3 separate regions of the Pan troglodytes genome follow, and all the other regions are linked to region 2. The links are chromatin contacts, called in public Hi-C maps. All regions are on one chromosome and are shown on one strand. The core of a region is the stretch at or near the end of the contact, and the rest is flanking DNA. Distances in the headings are between cores, read along the strand shown. Region 1 overlaps ALOX5AP (arachidonate 5-lipoxygenase activating protein). Region 2 has its middle 110 kb from the start of TEX26. Region 3 overlaps ALOX5AP (arachidonate 5-lipoxygenase activating protein).

Region 1 (4,178 bases), core at 913-3,412, 240 kb before region 2:
AAGTTTAAATTTGTACCTCCCTCCTTTTTTTTTCAATCAGCCACCTAAGTTCTCTAATAAATTAATATACACTTTCAGAAATTAGAAAATAAAAAAAGAAGGCTTTGTGTATTACATGCAAAAGAGAAAAGTCTAGAAGATACTAGTCAGAGGTGTCCGAGTCAAAGGTTAATCAAAATTAAAAGAAATAGTAAAGAAGTAGTACAGGAAAATGTCACCACTTGGGAAGGCTGGCAGATAATTTTAAAATCCTCTTTTCCACAAAAGATTACAGGTAACACACATTCATGAGTCCTTTGACCCAATGCAAGGTCACAGAGAGAATGTATCTGACACCTATTTTATTTGTGTTCTGCTCTATTCCAAAAAGGACTTAAGGTGGTTTGAAGAGGAGGAGACATAAAATAAAAGTTAAATATGTACTAAAAGCCTGAGCAAAAAAGAAAGGAAAGAAAAGAGTGGCAACATAAAATAGAGGCCGGAACAAGGTGGGGAAAATTAAAAGCACACCGTGCAGGTTGATATGGTTCCTTCCTGTGGGCCGTGAGTTTGGCTCTAGGAGTTAACTGGGAAAGGGAAACAGATGAATATTAAACATAAAAGCAGATCGATTGCTTAGGAGACCACTATTTTTGGAATCCAGGAATGGCAGGCCTTTCTCCTGCAGGCCTTTCCCCACCATCTGTATAATGTACTAAGCCACAGCCCTAATAGCATAATAGCATCCTGTATCTGATGTGGCCTCAAGCGGTTCAGAATTTGGAACTGTGGATCTGCTTAGGACTTCAGTTTCCTTGTTTCATAATCTGCTCCCAAATACCCCATATCTGGGCATATTCTTATTTGATTCAGGTCTGCTGTGGTCCAGATCTTTAAGACTCTGCCCTGCAAACAGACAGTATAGAAAATATCATCAGTGACCATGTTATTTAACCTCCACATTATCACCCACATCTTCATGAGTGTGAGGGTCCAAATGGTACTGATAAGAAAAGTTAGTAAGAGGCAAGGTCACCTGCAGTGTCTCGGGTAACAGACACCACATCTCTGCAAGCCCCAGCCTTCTGCCTGCCAGGTGGAGGGGCAGACTCCATCTGATCTCAGAAAATTTGAGAACCTTCCAGGCACAGTGGCTCGCACCTTTAATTCCAGCACTTTGGGAGGCCGAGGCTGGTGAATCACTTGAGGTCAGGAGTTTGAGACGAGCCTGGCCAACATGGCGAAACCCCGTCTCTACTAAAAATACAAAAATTATCCGGGCATGGTGGCACGCGCCTGTAGTCACAGCTTCTCGGAGGCTGAGGCAGGAGAATCGCTTGAATCCTGGAAGTGGAAGTTGCAGTGAGCTGAAATCATACCACCGCACTCAGGCCTGTGTGACAGAAACAGACTCTGTCTCAAAAAAAAAAAAAAAAAAAAAATTGAGAACCTTCCCAGGGCCCACCTACAGTTGACTCTTGAGTAATGAAGGCTTCAGGAGTGCCAATCCCCACACAGTTTAAAATCTATATACAACTTTTGACTCCCCCAAACTGAACTACTAATAGCCTACTGTTGACTGGAAGCCTTATTGATAACATAAATAGTCGATTCACACATATTTTGTATGTTAATGTATTATATACTATATTCTTACAATAAAGTAAGCTAAAGAAAAGAAATTGTTATTTAAAAAATCATAAGGAAGAGAAAATATGTCGACTACTCATTAAGTGGAAGTGGATCGCCATAAAGGCCTTCAGCCTTGTGGTCTTCTGAGTAGGCTGAGGAGGAGGAGGAAGAGGAGGGGGTGGTCCCGCTGTCTCAGGGGTGGCAGAGGCAGAAGAAAGTCCACCTCTAAGTGGACACGCGCAGTTCAAACCTGTGTTGTTCAAGGTCAACTGTACACGCCACCGAGACCAGAATGGGTGATTTGATATTTGTCAGTGGCAACAACTCAATATTCTATCCTTTAGATGTTTTCTCACTCTGGTCACATTTAATGTGTTTAATTGATGCTGTGTGGAAGCTTCTTCACGTTAGAGGATAAATAAGCCATTCCCTTTGATAGGAGCCTGGGGCTTTCCCTGCGAGGAGGGCACTTTGGGAGCAGCCTTCTCATTAGAGGGCAATTAGCCGGGCTCCCGCACCCGGTGCCCTGAGCGGGGCTCCTAAGTAGGCAGGGCAGACGCGCCATCTAGTGGCAGCTCTCAGGACGTCCACACGCCTGCTCCTGCGGGCTCCCGCGCCCTGGGGTGGCAGGCACTGGCATGCTAGAGGTTAACGAGGAGGTGCCCTCCTTCCAGCGTGGATGAGCCTTTCCGTGAGGGTGACCGGAAAGGCGCCTGGGCTGCTGACGGTGTCAAGTGTAGGCAAGAAATACGGCTGATCAAGAAGCGACTTGACCTCCCTCGCACAAGACTGAGTCCCTTTGCGGCAGGGGCCCTCCCCGCCGCGAACCCTACTTGGAACCTTGCGCCATGCGATGTCTCTGTAATTCTAGGCCACGGAAGCCCTGGGTCACCCTTTCAGCCTGGTTCTCTCCGGTGGTGCTGGCGTGTTTCTCCTGTCTGTTGGGGTCAGCTGCGTCCAACCTCGGCTCCTGCAGGATTGCCCGGGCAACCCAGAGGAGATGGGTGGGCGTGGAGGTCCTCCCTGGATGACCCTTCCCACCATTTCAACATCATTAGGAATTTAACAGGCTTTTGCAAGAAGGCCCGGGTACGCATCCCCCCATTTATAGTAGGATTTCCAGGACAAAATGTATTCCACTCTCTAAACAACAAGCAACATGTATACAACCCATTCATAAGGTAAAGATTCCCTTGCCTACACCTAGCTTCTCCTGCCCAAGCATGGCCTTGTCGTTCTCTTCCCCAGGTCAAGTTCAGGACCTAGCAGCTGGGAATGCACATTTTCTAAGTTAAGAGTGGAAGAGTCCCAGCTTGGCTTAGATGGAGTCACATATAGGATTCAGATTTGCCTTGGCAGGTCTGATGGACCTTAGTGAGGGTCCGCCAGCAGCTGTGCACAGCAGCTGCCCAGGGCCATGCAGCAGGCATGGCACTCGCCTTCCAGGAAGGATTCCAGGCCCAGCTACAAGGAGCGTGGCTACTGACAGCTGTCCACTCACAGCTCGTCAGACTAAGCTTCAGCTTTCAAAAAGGACTGTGCCCTCCTTGGGCTGGCCCAGGCCCACATCAGAGCAAGGAAGTGGCCCAAAGGCCTGGCATTTCTGCCCACCACGGGATTCCTCTCCTGGGTGGTCTGTGCTCCAGAGCTCTCTGTGGGGCTGGCTCACTTCTCCCCTGGCCCCTCCACAGGAGTTACTCAGCCATAGCCCCTCTGCACACATAACTCTATCTGGGAGCCTTTCCCGGAGGGTACAACCTAACTGGTTGGCTCATCCTATAGAAGCCAGTGTCCTTGACTTTTTCAGGTGATGAACCTCTTTTGAGAGGATGCTGATAACTGTGAGCATCTTCCCAGGATTTGCACATGTCCAGTGTCAGAGTGCAGGTCCCCCAAGGCCATCCCGCGGGCCTTCACAGGGAGTCGGGTTGAGGACCTCTGACTGAAGGAGGTTGGGAGGAGGCGAAGTCGGGGAATGAGGAAAATGGGGCTGGGGGATAATAACAGGGCTTCTGGCGCTGGAGAGGAGGGTTAATTCTCATTTCTGACTCACAGCGCAGCCTCCCATGAGTTCATGGATTCTGTGGGAAAAACCAAAAGCCAATTCCCTCAAGTGCTAATGTCAGGCCCTGCAGGCAGGTGGCCGGCGGTGGCCCCATATGGCTCTGGCACAATGAGGGCTTCAGAGAACAGAGCCGCCTCTGCCTGGGGAGTGCCAGTGGCATCAGCAGCAGGGGTGGTGCCCAGTCACCCATCTGGCAGAGGCTGGCTGGGCACCGTCTCCTCTGGGTAACGTGGTGCCCACCAAGCCCTGGAAGCAAGGCCTCCCAGCACCTTTGCAAGCAGCAGATATCATCTAGCAATGTCCAGCTGGATGGAAAGAAGATACAACAGCTGGAAAGTGGCATTTGCTGACCTCCTCCAGAAAGTCTCTTTCCAAAATAATTGGCAAGGGTTTCAGGTGTTAGATATTCTTCACTGACAGGTGAAGAAGGAGCTAACAAGATTGTGCAGGAATGAGAAGTCGTATTTAGGATGTACGACAGCAGACACACAGCACACACACA
Region 2 (3,837 bases), core at 668-3,167:
ACAGGGCCCCCACGTGGTGGGAGCGGGGCTGATCTGGGAACTGCCCGGCTCCAGGGGGCATCCACACAGCCTATGGCTCGGATGGTGCCCCCGGATGTGTGCTGTTCGGCTTCCGGGCCTGGGACTCCCCCAAATGGACCCCGGCACAGGGACAGGATGAGTAGGGGAAGCCCGCCTTGGTCACTCGTGCCCGGTGGTTGCCAGCCCCAGCAACTGCGTAAACGGGGCTCCCTGGCTCTACCCCTCTCCGTGGCTGCCCTTCTGGGTGCAGCCCAGCCTGGTCACTGCCCTCCACCAGGAGCCAGGGAACAGGACCCGGGCAGGTACAGCGGCACCACCTGTTCCTTACCATGCAAATTTATTGGTAGAAATGAACTTTTTTCATTGTTCAGTTTTTCAAACGATAATTTCACTTCATCCTTCTGGCATATTATGCTAGTAGCAATAACTGGCTAGTCCCTACACCTGCCTTGGCGGCAGCGCAGCTCACTTGTGTGAAAGGCCTGCACACTTCAGGTGGATGTAGAACAAGCCCGCCCGCTGGAGGCGCGATCATTCACTGCCCCCTAGTGGACCAGATGTGCATGAGCCAGGATCCGTGCTTCCGCTTTGATGTGGGTTCTGAGCAAATCAGAGCTGCATTTTATTTCAGTAAGTTTTCGGCCTCTGCTGCTTTAATCTTTGTTGCTAGTGTCTACGGTTCTTAATTAACAGACCTGAAATGGAATAAAATGTCAATCAAGGGTGACTCTGTGTAAAGCTATATTTAAATGTTAAAAAGTCGTGACATTTTCAAACAGTATTTCAGGCCTCATTTGATGCTCATTTTAAAAATCAAATTTTCATTAGGTTATAAAAATGCTTAACGTGAACGTCGCATTAAAGAGCTCATGTTGGCATCTAGCATAGCCTCAGGTTTTGTGTAAGAGAAAAAATGAGTTTATTTATAAAGCAGAAGCACTGACTGCCTGCCTTGTCACCTAATCTGTCACCTAATCACCTTTTGGTTTTCAAGGTTTTCACAATTTGCATGCTTCTTAATTGCCATGTATCCTGGCAATCAGGGGCCCAGTCATACTCAGCATAAGGAAAGCCACCTCTGCAATACGCTGACAACAGCCAGGGGAACTTGGTTTGTCACCACATGCCACAAAGGCTGTTTTGGTGCGTGACTGTCCTTGGGGCAGCTTTAGATTTGTAATACCTGGCCCTAGATCATGCAGTTGAAGATCTTTCGATAATATTCACCTGCATTACATTTGACATACTAAGAGAACTGTTTCTGTAGAAGGTTAAAACACTGACTTTTCTACGCTTTCTGTTTTCTCATTGCCAGGACTTGAACGAATTTGGAACTGTTTCAGAGCTCATTGTTCTCACCTTGTGGCATAACTTAGGTAGTAGGGCAACTCCCTTACCCTTGCCTGGACTCTTACTATCAAAGCCCTCCATTGATAAGGTCTAGGCCGACCACACCCTAAAGCATTTCTCGTATGTGTGGATTTGTTTCTTACCTATACCTGAAGAATGGCGCTGGTGAGGTACCACCTTTGGGAGAATTGAGAACATCATCCCTTAGATAATTATCTGTGCTTTGTGGTTCAGATGAGTAAACTAAGCCCAGAACAGTTACAAAAGGAGTGGCATCTGGGTGAGATCAGTGAGGGGGATATGCTGTATCCTCCCGGGGACAGCCTTGTTCATTTAATCCATTCATTTCAGGCTGACTATGGAGTAGACCTAGCCCTGATGATAGGAAACTTCCAAGAGTTGGTGAGAAGGCTTCGGTGTGTCCACACAGAGCAGAACTGAAATTTTTCCACCCCATGCAGATCAAACACCACAGCAAGTGAAGTGCTTCAGAGTCCTTCCTAAGCAAACTGTAGTTTTCCCCAGAATGTCACAGGAAGTGCTGCTGGTGATTCATCGGGTTAAAATGCTCCTTGTGAGTCAGAAGTAAACGGAAGCTGCTGCTCTGTGTGGAGGGCGAAGAATCGTGGCTGGCCCTGAGGGTTCCAGGGGTGGGGTGGGGCAGAGCTGCTTACTAAACGCTTAGAACGTTCCGGTAACAACACTCGAATGGCTGCTGAACACAGTGAAACCCTTGCCCATGGAAACTTTTTAATAAAAGAATAAAAATAAAATAGGCTTGGAGATACAACTTACCAGAGGGAAACCAATCAGTAGAGCTGCATTTCCCGTAAGTCCCCATTGCAGCCCAGGGAAGCCCTCTGGCTGCCTGTTTTTATCAGTCACGCCAAAGGCCCATCGGGTGCCTCCAGTTTACCTGACTTGGTTTAAATCAGTCAGTTGAACTGGGGCTGAGTGGTCATCTTGTCTACCCCCTAGCCTCTACAGCCACTAACTTCAGGATATCATCTCTAGCAAAGTCCTCAATCCAAGACTGAATTGAATGCTAGGAGGAGGGAAAAGGGAAGGCAAAGTAGGGTCATGGCTGAAAGCTAAGCATCTGTTTTTATCTACTTAGGGAATTTTTAAGTCAACTAGAAATTCAAGATAAAACACATTTGAAATGACTTTAATGTGCACATTTTTAAAAAAGGGACATAGAACACAACCAGTATTGCTGCTTTCCACACTGATACTGCTGCCTTATTCCCCTAAGATCACCCACCCCCATCTCTTCGGGTAGGTGTGTGAAGTGACACAGTAGGAAGACGGGCAGAGAGAGAGCCCTTGTTCCAAGCTGGCCGTCATTCAGCTGAGAAGACGGCTTTCCTGGAGGCTCCACACACACCATGCCGCCGCACCCTCTCCAGCTGATCTGTGGCCAAGCTGCCTCACGGGCAATACCGAGCATGTTTTATATAAGGCTTTCAAAGCTGCTGCTGCTGCTGCTGCCACTCCTGCAGTGGCTATAACCTGGCCTTCAATGTCTCTGTCTAGACAGATGCATGATTGAATAAAGGATTCATCCAAGCCCTGTGTCACATTGGCCATCTGGAAAGTCGCCAACCACTCGTTTAGCAAATTGCTGTGTTTAAATGCAGCTGCTGTGTCTCAATGTTTATGCTACCAAGACAGATCACATGATTCCTCTTTTTCATTTATCTACACCGCTCCTCTTAATCTGCCTAGGAACTTAAAAGGCTGTTAATGCATGACAAGGCACTTGACCCGCGTGATTTCCAAGCCAAGGGGGAGCATCCGTCTTGCACTGGGTCGTCCTTTCCTCAAACGCAAGGGCACCTTGCCTGTACTCCCGTCTTAATGAAGGCTGCCTTTATTAAGAATCCCATTAAGCTCCGCAGTGCCCAACCATCCGACACTGTAAATATGACCCTTTAGAAATGCATCCAGGGGCCCTGTGCAATCAGCTGGCCTGGTAGCGAGCACTTGCCCCAGCAGTCGGGAGGGAAACTCAGACCTCAGCTCTCTGTAGAAGGAAGGGCATTGTTTGATGGGTTGATGCTTCTCTCCTTTTTGGAAAGATGAATTACAATCTTTGGCAGATAATGTCAACAAAACCCCTGAGATGATTTAAATAAGAGTTGGAAGCAAAATGATTTCAGAATAGCAATGAGCTCTTAGGCATTTTACCTTGGTTTTCTTATTTTTAAGGAGGAAAAGGAAGGAGACAGCCGAGGTTAAGCAGTTTGTCATCTGGATATCACTGGTCACTTTGGCCTGGTGCTGATTATTATGTTATTTATCAGGGCAAATAATTTTGGTGACCACTGCTTACATAAATTGCCTGCCTCTTTTGGGGGTCACAACATTATTAAGTCTGGAAGTCAGAAGCCAAAATCAGTGAGTGTTTATCAAAGGAATATCATGTTCTCAGTCCTTAGCTAGGCCCATTGGAAAAGCAACAAA
Region 3 (4,046 bases), core at 1,521-4,020, 180 kb before region 2:
ATGTATCTAAAAAGAATCTCCGTCATCTCTGCTCCTTTTGCATACTTTGCTATTGTCAGTGTCAGTGAGGCATTTTCCTCTCTACCCACCAGGCTTGCAGTCTCAATGTGCCTTCCTCTTCCTCTCCTTCCTCGGCCAGTTGCTCACTAAGTTCTGTCAATGCTTTCTTCAGCCACTCTTTGGGAACCTCCCCTTTCTCTCTGTCCTGTGGTCCCCCCGCCCACCCCAGGTGCTGGGATCTGTAGCATCCTCTTCCCTCTCCAGTGGGTCCCACATGTTATTGTCAGATTAATCTTCCTCATAAAAATGATGCTTCCCCATGTCACTGCCCTGTTTAAATCCTTGGGCACTTCTGCAGTTGTTACCCAGACTCATTTCCAGGCTTCCAAAAGCTTTCTACGGGAAAAGCCAAGTGAGGTGCTGGTCATAGTTCCTCCTTCTCGGAATCCTCAGAATGTCTCTCCCCGTGCAGGCCTCCCCCAACGGGGGGCTCTGAGTATAGCTTGCCAAGCCAAGAGACCCACTAATAAATTGAGTAGACAACGAGTGGGTGCTTGATTCACGGGCAGCCGGCACACACGGCCGGACATAAAGAGCTGCCCAACAGGAGCAGCCAGGCCTGGCTGGAAGCCACGGAGACAATCTGATCCTCTCCTGGGAGTCGAACTCCAGACAGGAGCCGCAGAGGAGAGTCAGCGTGGGGTTGAGGGCTGGTCACCCAATCCGGAGCACTGGTGGCAGCCACAGACGAGGGCACCGCCAGAGTGACATCGTGTTCTGAATGCTCTCTTGGTGCAGTAATTGTGTCTTGTATTTTCTATATTCTGATGCTTTGACATCTGGGCCTTGCTGGCCGTGGAGGGACTGTCCCTCCCAGGGTTACCAATTATTCCAAAGATAGAAAACAACTTGCAACCCCCTACAATGTGCTTTTCAAATGCAAACCAACCCCTCCACAGCCCCACCCCAGCCACCTCTCCACCTGCCCTAATCACTCCTTCCGCAGGGCTGTGTGCTCTTCCTGCCTCATTCCTGCATCTCAGAGTCAATCCCCTTCACTTCAGGTACATCAAGTGTCTCTGTTCCTTGCAGTCTAAAAAAAGCCAACTTCAGGAATTCCCCATCTTACCCTTATCTACTGCTACCTATTCTTCTACTACGCTTCTCAGACTCTCCGCTTCAACCATGTAAGCCATCTTTTCATTCTTGTGTGTTCCCGTTCTCCATTATCTTGCTAATATAAGCTCTTCGAGGAATGCCCTCCCTCCTTTCCTTTGCCAGGTGAATCTACTCTTCCTTCAAGACCTGACTTGTGTTTCATCTCTCCCGTGGTGGCTTCCATGACTCTGCTTCCCTGGGTGGCTTCTCTGTGCCTGTCTCTCAACACTTGCATCACCTACTCCCGGGACACTACAGGCAGCCTACGCCACCTTACATTATTCAGCATTCACTTCTCAATATTCAGGAAATGTCTTTCCCTAAGGCTTTATGTTCTCTTGGTTCAGGGACCAAAGTTTTGATTTTGTGGGATGACAGGATGCATTTGATACCAAATACATCCCTCCACATCTTCCTTCTCATTGAATTGCTGTATAAAATTCCCACTTCCCAGAACAGTTGTTGCCTATGGACCCAGGGCCTGGCCTAGAGGGGAAGCCAGGTCTCTGCTCACCTCTAGTCTAGGATTTTCCCGTTTGGGAGGTGAGGTTGGCCTGTCCCCAGCTTTCCTGAATGGAGAGCGTGCATTCATTTCCTAATATGTCACGATCCTTGGGAAGATTTCTTTTGCTTTAGTTTGCTGTCAGGCCTGGAAGGGAAGGTGAAGTGGGGAGTCAGTGAGGAGGGGGCTGGGCCACCTGGTGGGATGTTGGGAACTATGTTCTGTGCAGAGGCCAAGGCTGGGGCTGGGGGTGGGACACATGGAAATCAAACATGTACTTCACAGTTTGGTCCTGGGCTGACCTGTTTATAATAAAAACATTTGGTTTGACTTCCACAGACTCCAACCCATGACGTCAATGTTGATGCATTTCAGGCCACATTCCTTTTAGTCTCCGGAGAAGTTCTTTACAAAAAGCATGAAAGGTGGAATCAAATAGTTCCTGGGATCATCTCCAGTCTGAGACATCACATTTGCACTTTAAGCAAATGATTCAGATACTAAAATTCAAGCCCTAAATATGCCTTTTCAACTACAAACTAATTATTTGTGTCTAAATCAATGGACGGTGTCTCTTTAAATGTTCCCTTCATTCCTCATGCATGCTATAATCAGCAGATGGCCCTACCTTCCCCCACCACCCCCTTTTAAACAGACCCTTCTAATAGCTAATATCCTGCAGTGACCAAAGCCATTAGAAGGATTAGGCCATTACTATCCTGTCCAGCAAACACACAATGCTCACGGGGATTGCCTTTTTTTTTTTATTTTTTGTTTGTTGTTTTTATGGATGAATCAGGGCCCAATGGTAGGCTGAAAATCAAAACAGGGAGGGCAAAGGGTTATAGTCATTCTTTTCAAGGACACCTCCCAAACAGCCTCAGGATTTGAGATTCCTTTGTTAGAATGACGGCAGATGTCAGCCTTGTGGCTAGTGCAAGCTCCGAAAGGACACAGTACGCAGACCTCTGTCCCTCGTTTCCTTAATATCTAATACTCATCCTTTCCGGAGCACCACTGTGGCTCTCTCTTTGCTCTGCCTGTCCACACAGGCCTCTTTGTGCTGTAACAGACAAGCAACCAGCAGCCCAGCCCAAAGCCACGTTGCAGGGCCCAGGACTGCTCTGAGACACTGCCACCCAGTGGCGCTTCTGAAGCATAACAGCACACAGAAAGGGAGCAGGGAACCCAGTTTTATAAGCATGGAGGGGGTAGTGGGTGCAAAAGCTGGCCTAGAATCGTGAGGCCAAGCTGCAGAAAAGCATGCTCCATGGCACGGAGGCAGGTAGCTAGTTTGGAGATGGCTAAATAGGGCAAGTGACAAAAAACACGAAGAAAGGCAGCTGGAATATAAAGAGAGGAATAAAGAAATGTAATGACATGGAAAGCGTGAGCAGTCTCTTTTCTAAATGGAAGAAATACGCACTTTCTCTAAGTGAGAGCTGGAGCGAGATGACCAAAAGATGAGTCAATGGAGCCCTTTTTTGGAGTCGGCCTCAGTTTGGATTACTCAGTATCTCACATGTCTGGGTTCTTAAGGATCCTTGAGCTTTGCTGACTTTGGGGAAGTCACTGTATTTCAGTTTTGTGACCCGAAGGGGCTGAGCTGAACCTCTAAACAGCTTCTCTGAGCCCTAACAGTGAGTATGTTATTAAATACCTGAGACATTGAGTGAACAAGAAATGCAGAAATACAGAAAATGCAGGCTGTGAGCAATCCTTAAATCTTGTGTTTGACTTCAAAGTGCTGTAAGGGAGAACCTGAAAAATACATCCACTTACACCTTTGGTGGTTCAGGACTTGCCAGGAGAGCGCATGGAAGGGACCCCATCCCACAGCGCGTGGGTGACTCTACCCGCCATCTAACCTCCCTGAATCTCAGCAGCCAAGCCCAGTGCACTGAGATCTGCACCTCCAGCACTTTCAGTGTAGGGGGTGACAGGTTTAGAAGGAAATGGGCTTCTCTAAGATTGAAGCTAAACCAGAAGCTAATGGGTTAGTAATTTAATAGGTCTCCCTTTTCGGCAATATTTTCATTTTAAAAAGAAAACTTCTGTTAGAGGGCAAGTAATTCCAAAGAAATTAGATTCTGCTGGTTGAAACGTTAAGAATCCAGGCAGGCGGTGAGGGAAATTCGTTTCCCAGCTTCTCCAATCTAATCTGATAGTGCCCGTCTTGCCTCAGTCGTTAATACTTCTTGGGAAAAAGCATATGTGATCACTCTTTTAAAAACTGTTAGAATCACTTTCCTATCCAAGGTCTGAAAGAAGATTTGGGCTTAGGCTCCATTTGAAGAAATCCAGGTTGTATTTCCCCCAGCATTTAGGGTTTGATGGTTTCTGCTTATCTAAAGTGCTCACATTGCAAATATGAGCAGCAGGGCTG

What was found. A called contact is a pair of places that touch in the nucleus more often than the background predicts.
Region 1: a Hi-C map of stem cell-derived neural progenitor cells shows a contact between it and region 2, with 6 times the contacts expected there. The contact joins two enhancer-like sites. A contact is called at or near these places in 3 of 7 Hi-C or Micro-C datasets (blood, induced pluripotent stem cells and stem cell-derived neural progenitor cells).
Region 3: a contact with region 2 is called in a Hi-C map of stem cell-derived neural progenitor cells, with 7 times the contacts expected there. The contact joins two enhancer-like sites. A contact is called at or near these places in 2 of 7 Hi-C or Micro-C datasets (induced pluripotent stem cells and stem cell-derived neural progenitor cells).

What each region holds. Positions count from the first base shown.
Region 1 is chr14:29,971,844-29,976,021 of NHGRI_mPanTro3-v2.0_pri, forward strand. All of the region lies in intron 4 of ALOX5AP (arachidonate 5-lipoxygenase activating protein), which reads left to right. Among named protein-coding and RNA genes, the nearest start is that of ALOX5AP, 69 kb to the left of the region's middle. Within about 2 kb of position 2,163, at least 7 of the 24 cell types and tissues checked have an H3K27ac peak or open chromatin away from gene starts, as enhancers often do. A contact at or near this core is called in stem cell-derived neural progenitor cells, where this site is marked.
Region 2 is chr14:30,212,899-30,216,735 of NHGRI_mPanTro3-v2.0_pri, forward strand. No RefSeq gene overlaps it. Among named protein-coding and RNA genes, the nearest start is that of TEX26, 110 kb to the left of the region's middle. Within about 2 kb of position 1,918, at least 16 of the 24 cell types and tissues checked have an H3K27ac peak or open chromatin away from gene starts, as enhancers often do. A contact at or near this core is called in induced pluripotent stem cells and stem cell-derived neural progenitor cells, where this site is marked.
Region 3 is chr14:30,031,086-30,035,131 of NHGRI_mPanTro3-v2.0_pri, forward strand. All of the region lies in intron 5 of ALOX5AP (arachidonate 5-lipoxygenase activating protein), which reads left to right. Among named protein-coding and RNA genes, the nearest start is that of MEDAG, 41 kb to the right of the region's middle. Within about 2 kb of position 2,771, at least 14 of the 24 cell types and tissues checked have an H3K27ac peak or open chromatin away from gene starts, as enhancers often do. A contact at or near this core is called in induced pluripotent stem cells and stem cell-derived neural progenitor cells, where this site is marked.